Regions from separate parts of the Zea mays genome. Here region 1 is linked to region 2. A link is a contact called in public Hi-C data. All regions are on one chromosome and are shown on one strand. The core of a region is the stretch at or near the end of the contact, and the rest is flanking DNA. Distances in the headings are between cores, read along the strand shown. Region 1 has its middle 30 kb from the start of LOC109944013. Region 2 holds the start of LOC100191290 (10-deacetylbaccatin III 10-O-acetyltransferase).

Region 1 (3,599 bases), core at 731-3,230, 65 kb after region 2:
GAAATCAGTGAATGGTGTCTATTTTGGAGCTCATTTGTGATTAATGCAAGTGGTTTTGTACTAAAGTTGCTATAGCTAAGTTGGAGACCTTAGTAATGAGAACAAGTTTCATAAAGTGGGATAGACTTGGTGCTACACAAATTTGGGAGAGAAGTTAGTTCCAAGATGGGCTGTCAGGTTGCTTTGATTGAAATTTTGTTCAGTTCTGTGAAACTGAAATTCAGTAAAAGGTACTGAGTTTGGAGCTCTTTTGTGACCAGTGCATGAGCATTTGGACTAGAAAATCTATAGAAAAGTCAAAGACCAAGTATAGGGAAAAAGTTTCATACAAGGAGTTAGCCTTGCTGCTATGTAAAATTTGGAGATAATGGTACTGCAATCCTCTATGTCTGGTTTGGCATGGAGCTGTATCAGTTAGCTGAAATTGTAGTGTTTCAGTGTTTGTACTAAATTTTGGATCACCACAACCTTTGTTCTATATCATTTCAACCATCAGTTGCTATACAAAAGAGATAGAGATATCAATAGAGAATAGATTGGTTAAGGAAAGTGGGTTTGTTGTTGAGGGAAATTGGGAGTTACGAAGCACTGAACAGAGGGAGAGGAATGGAGCAACGGTAGATGAATCTAGAGATCTGAAAATAGGTTCAGTGAAATGTGGCTAACTCTTAGACACCATAACTTGTGATACATGCAGTTTGGATCCTAGATTCTTGTAACAAACTTGAAGAGTCTTAGTCAATGAACAAGTTTGATTATAGGGGACTGGTCTGTCCTTAACAGGAATGAGGAGAAAAGGGGGGCTGAATAGGGAGGATCAGGCTAGCTAAAGCAATTCAGTGCTTCCAAAATATCTGAAGAAGATTTTTTTCCCTGCAGAAAATATCAAACCTTTGGATGTGTTTGAGCCTGCCGCAGTGGAATTTTTTTATCCGTCCTTCCTCTGTCTGTATTACTGGACAGTGGATATTTGTGGGCAGTGAACCTTATCTGCTCTATTCCCTATTTGAGTAATTGGACAAGTTGATATTTTGGGCTGAAAGTGCTGACTAGGTTCAGTGTTATGGGTGTGTCTGTGCATCTGTGAGGAACTTGAGCATGAAAGACACGTAGGGGATGTCCATGTACTGCTGGCACCCTGGGAATACATTTGCACTGAATTTGTGCAAGTCCAGGGACACCTGCCCCACTTTAGCTGCCATAAAAGACATGGTTCAGTGAACTTCTTTCCCTGAGTTCCTTGCAGCGTGTGGTCCCTATGCCTTCAGGTTCGTGTAGCTTCTCCTTTCCCCAGCCATCATTGTGCTCTATCCAGAGCTGCACGCGCCAAACTCCTATGAGTTGTGACCACGCCTACCAATTTGTCACCTCGCCGTGGCCAGGCTAACTCAGGCAAGTATTGGTCTTTGTTGTGCTTGTTCCATGTCCCCCTTAGATCAGTGAAGCTCACCGAGCTGTTATCCCTAACGATACTGTCATGTTTTGGCCGGAACAAGAGCGCACCGCCGCAGACTGACACCGTGAACAGCTCCGCCGTCGCCCGACCGACTTGCTTCGTCCTCGGCCGGTTTTCCGCGAGCATAGGAATCTAGGTATGTCACTGATGCTACCCGTGGTGTTTGGTTAAACTTTACTATAGAGGTGGCTCAAGTACGTGGTCGCCGTACTTAGCTCGCTGTCATGGCCGTCGGCGGCATAGGTCCAGTGCAGTAGTGGTTCGATTCTTGAAGTATATTTGACGGGTATACCTCAGGGTCGGAGTTAGGGTGCTGGTCCTCGCTGAGGAACTCACCGGCGACGGGATCGGGTGAGCACGGCCAGGTGTTCAACCTGTGCTAACCGTTGGAGTGGAGTCATGGCCGAGACCTTGTGAATAGAACAAAACCAAGGGGTTTAAGTGTGGTAGTCACTGACTCTGGTGAACAGTGGGGGAAGCTTGGATTGGTTTAACTAGACCGCGGGGTCTTTTGTGCAAAAGCCGGGCGCGCGGGCTCCCCAGCCACGGGCCAGATCTGCCCGATGTTGGGCCAGCTGGGCTGGTCGTGGTCCAATACTGTTCATAGTTTGGTCTTTTCTTTAACACAGAACTTATAAATTGTGCCATAAGTTGTAGAAAAATCCAAAAATAGCAAGACAAATTTTGTTGGATGTCTAAATTCATGTGCTCTCTGGTAAAGTTGGATTTAGGATTTTTAGGGCAATTATAAAACATTAAGTGAATTAAAGGTGCTCTGGGAAGGACTGTTTGAATTTTAGAAATAAGAATATAGCACCAGAAATTGTGAAAATTCTTGGAGAATCTAGTTATTAGAAGCTGAAACTGTGGGCAAAAATTTGGAACTATTAGGATGTGATTTGCTTAGTAAACTAATTATTGCCCAAAAAGAAAAGGACTTCACCTATGGAATGAGGACACCTAATAGTTTAGTGAAGTGATGAAGTTGCTTAAGAAGTTTTAAGCTTTTGGATGAGATCTAAGATAGGTTAGTTCTCTGGTTTGTCTAAGTAATTCAATTTGGTCACTTTTAGCAAGTGTTGGTGGTGTAGAACCATGTGTATGCTTGTCATGTGTTTTAGTTTGTGGTGTTTATGTTCCCCACCTCTCCTTGTGAGAGTTTGCATTTCATATCATTGCATAAGCATACATGTATTTGTAATTGACTTGTAGAACACCTAGAAGAAGTGGTGTTTGAAGGAGGAGTCTACTCCAGTGTCTGTTGATCAAGTGGAGGAGCCATCTAACTGGGTATTTGATAGAGGGATCTAGAACCACTTCACTGCAACAAAGGCAAGCCCCGGTGCATGCAACCTTTCTTGTGTTTTTAAATGATTTTTACACACTTTAAGTCTAGTGAAATGTGCATTAGGTTTATAGGAGTTGCTTGGAAACCCTTTGATGCATTGGCTACCTTGAAATCCACTCCTTTATAGATACTGCTAATGAAGTATCAAAATACGATTTAAAAAAATGCTTAGCCCTGCTTAGATCTTGTGGATAGAAGTTGTCTTTTGCAATAATGCCTAGCTCAAGGGTTATCCTGAGAAGGATGGCTTCTACCTGCAAGAATATTTTCATTGGGAGCATGGCGGGATCTTACTGCAAAGTTCCCTATATTGATCTTTCCATCCTTAGGAACACAAAACAATCCTGAGGGTGGAAGTACTTAACTCGAGACTTGGGCTAGGAACAGGTGATGCTCCACCCAGGTTAATTAAGGATTGGATACTTATGTAGGCCTGTATGATCAAGGACTATCTTAACTGGCCACATACCCTGAATATGGGACAGGGTAAACTTGAACCCGGTTATTCCATATGTGAAAAGACAACGGTGCACTGGGCGTAGGAGATGGTGGGAGTAGCGTGTACCCTACTGGATAGAGGCTGGACGAAGGAGTATTGTGCTCCCGGGTAGCGCAGACCGGTTCACATTGTGGAGGATCTGTGGGAATGGTTGACATATGCAAGGGTTAAGTGCTACATATGTCGTGTGGTTAGAGATCCTCAGCTGAGTAAATCGATTCGGATCGCCATTATATCCCCGGACAGTGGAGACTTGATCTCTGACCTGCAACCTAGGTCAGGATGTAAACATTATG
Region 2 (3,278 bases), core at 450-2,949:
GGCTGGACCCTTTACACGACCGGATTCCGAGCTAATTCCGCGGATATAGCTAACAAACATAGCACAAAACTCGGAACCCTAATCTATTCTGCGCGTGCGCGGACCGTCCGGCCCACAGGCGCGGACCGTCCGGACCGCGGACCGTCCGCACCTCAGGGCCGGACCGTCCGCACCTCATTTTGGTGCTCAACAGTTGTCATCAATGTTTTGGTTTGGTTTGATTGTATATTGTGCCGATCTGATCGCTCGGCTGCGAAGCTGAAGCAGACCAATCGTGACATATAAATTATCGTAGTATTATATATTTTTATTGTAACGCACGAGTTTAAAGTGCTCTTATTAAAATTGAAACACGGACAAACATGTAAGGTCTCCGCGTCACTTGAGGCTTCGTAGCTCCGCATGGAAAGCCTCAGCGTGCTCCTGCTTGACGCAGAGCGCCATGGCGGCGACGCCCTCGGCCTTGTCCTTTTTCCCGCACAGGAAGCAGCCCGGCACCACCTTGCGCTCCATGCACCCGATGACGCGCTCAGCGCCGCCGCTGCCGAAGTCAACGTCGTCCAAGCCGAGGTTCCACCAGCTCGTGACGTACAGGGTGTCGTAGCCGTCGAGGCCCTTGAGCCGACCGCCCATCTCGTCGGCGATGTGCGCGGCTCCGTCAGCGAACGTGAACGGGACCCGTGCCTTGGCGTCCCTGACCAGCGTCACAAGGTCCAGGATGTCGCCGTCCGCGACCTCGCGCAGCGTCGAGGCAGCGAGGCCGAAGGCGAAGACGTTGCCGTAGTAGCCGTCCTTGGCCTTGGCCGGCTTCCTCACGTTCACCGTGAAGGCGAGCGCCGTGGGGGCGTCCGGGCTGGCGGCGCTGCCGATCGTCGCGCGGGCACGGCACTTCCATATGGCGGCGGTGAACACGTCGAACGCAGTGCACGTCGACACCTGGCCGCTGCCGCTGCCGTAGCTGCGACGACGGAACTCGCCCTTGATGCGGTCGACGAAGCTCAGGGGAACTGTGATGTAGGAGGACGGCATGTCTCTGGGCTTGCTGCTGACGAGTGCCTTAGTCATGGTGGTTATTGGCGGGGGGAGTTCAGAGAGGGTGTCGTCCACCCTCATCGGCAAGACGGAAGGGGAAGGGGAACCTCGGGCAAACTCGCCGACGGCCTTCAAGAACTGCGCCATGCCGGCGCCGTCCGTGAGGACGTGGTTCCACGTCACCCCGACAACGAAGCCGCCACAGGAAAACTCGGTCACCTGCACCAGCAGAAGTGGAGGGTCCTCGCTGTACTGGCCGGCATAGCTGATACTGAGGTCCTCGACACTGACCACGGGACGCCGGTCGCAGAGCCTGGCGTCCTGCAGGGTGCAGCTCGCCGACGCACCGACGAACGCTACGCCCTCGCCGGTGCACGCGAGCTTCAGCTGGTCCCCAGTGACGGCGAGGCGGCCGGCCATTGGGTAGTAGGGAACAAGCGCACGGGACAGAGCTCTTCTAATGGTCTCGGCCGGACGATCGATGGGGTTCTCGTAGACGAACATCGCTGACACGGGCAGGGAAACCAGAGCTCTGTCCATGGAGGTGAGCTGGAGGGCGGCAGTGGGCGAGGCCACTGCCGGAGCCACGAGAAAAGGCAGCGACTTGGTAACCCATGAGCTCATTGTGATTTTTTTTTTCTCGTGTGCTTGCTTTGCGGTTTGTTTGTGGTCTTCTCGGCTTGCTCGCGTGGAGTTATATAGCGGCTGATTGATGGGCGGACGAGCAGCACCTGGATCTAGCGAGCGTGGTCCCCCAGAAACTGAACGCCGGTCCTCCAGATACTGAACTAGAGATGGCCAAACGGGCCGCCCGGCCCGGCCCGGCCCGGGCCCGGTGAAGCCCGGCCAAAAACCGGGCCGGGCCTGCTGTGCCATCGTGCTCAAGTTTCTGTCCAAGCCGGCCCGCAGCGGGCCTAAACGGGCCGGGCCGGCCCGTTTAGCACGAAAAAAACGGGCCGAAAACGTGCTAAACGGGCCGGTAAGCACGTTTTAGTGTAAAAAAACCGGGCTTAACGGGCTTAGAGGTAAACGGGTCGTGCCGGGCTAGCCCGCCGTGCCTAGTTTCCTGTCCAAGCCCGCCCGCTTATTCTACCGTGCCGGGTTCGGACCGGGCCCAAAAACCGGGCTTCGTGCCGGGCTCACGGGCCTCGTGCTTTTTGGCCATCTATATACTGAACGCCCGAGCGTATGTGCTCATGTAGTAAAGGGATATATTTGAACGCCGGTGGTCCCCCAGAAACTGAACGTCCGAGCGTATGTGCTCATGCAGTAAAGGGATATATTTTTTACCTGACTGCTTCTTAGTCAATACACGTGTTCAGTCTAGACGGATGTACGCAGCATACAATTACAAGGATAGTGCCGAGCAACGCGCTATCCGATGAGACCTCAACATGTGAAGCCCGCCCGGGCATAGACGATTATATTGGGTGCGTTTGATTGCCTGCATATGGTCTGGCCAGGCTCACGAGATACGGCTTTCTTCTGTTTGGTTGCCTGATCAGCCTCTTCAGCCTGACTCGCGGGATGCAAAATTCCTCTTGGGCCTGGCTCCCGAGATACGTAGGAATTGGTCGTTTCTCCAGAGCCAGGCTCTGCCGGTGCAACCATTAGTCTTTCCTAATGACAGATTAACATGTAATTAGTGTCTATTAAATAAATTTAATTTATTTAAAAGTGGATTGAGGCTTTGTATGGCATATTATAGACTATTGCAACATCATCACATGAAAATATAATAAACCTTTATAGCTTTTAATCCATGCATCAACCATTTATGTAAGCAACCAAACATCATCTCACATGGGCCAAGCTAAGCTTATACAGGCAACCAAACGTATGGATATTGTATGCTCTCAGCTAGGCTACCAAGAGCCAGGTTTCCTAGATACAAGCTAGGTCCACCCAACCAGACAACCAAACAGGGCCATTGTTTTCATCAGTCGCACTACCGGCTTGATATTCTCTACCACTGACTGATGATAAATGGAAGACGTAGTTAATTCATGAAATTCATATTCCGTATGTTTGGTTGACTGCTTTCCACATGCAGTTGCACCCGCGGATCCATAAAACATTATTCGTTTGGTTCACTTCTCTATACATACAGGCTCATTAGGTACAAATATTAGCTCTCGGCCAGGCCCACCCCATACGCCCGCAGCTCGCGTAGGCGCGCGTCCAGGCTGAATGCAGCCATCCATTGCATGCAGCAAGTAAAACCAGAATGAGTTTTAATTTGTTTT

Evidence for each region. Hi-C and Micro-C count contacts between places; a contact is called where the count stands out from the background.
Region 1: a Hi-C map of leaf shows a contact between it and region 2, with 3 times the contacts expected there. The contact joins the enhancer-like site here to the promoter of LOC100191290 in region 2. A contact is called at or near these places in 3 of 25 Hi-C or Micro-C datasets (all in leaf).

The regions. Positions count from the first base shown.
Region 1 is chr2:107,704,326-107,707,924 of Zm-B73-REFERENCE-NAM-5.0, forward strand. No RefSeq gene overlaps it. Among protein-coding and RNA genes, the nearest start is that of LOC109944013, 30 kb to the left of the region's middle. Within about 2 kb of position 1,981, at least 16 of the 20 cell types and tissues checked have an H3K27ac peak or open chromatin away from gene starts, as enhancers often do. A contact at or near this core is called in leaf, where this site is marked.
Region 2 is chr2:107,639,694-107,642,971 of Zm-B73-REFERENCE-NAM-5.0, forward strand. LOC100191290 (10-deacetylbaccatin III 10-O-acetyltransferase) reads right to left here and starts at 1,700. Exons shown (of 1, transcript NM_001136724.2): 1 at 323-1,700. The coding sequence starts at 1,656. The coding sequence ends at 379.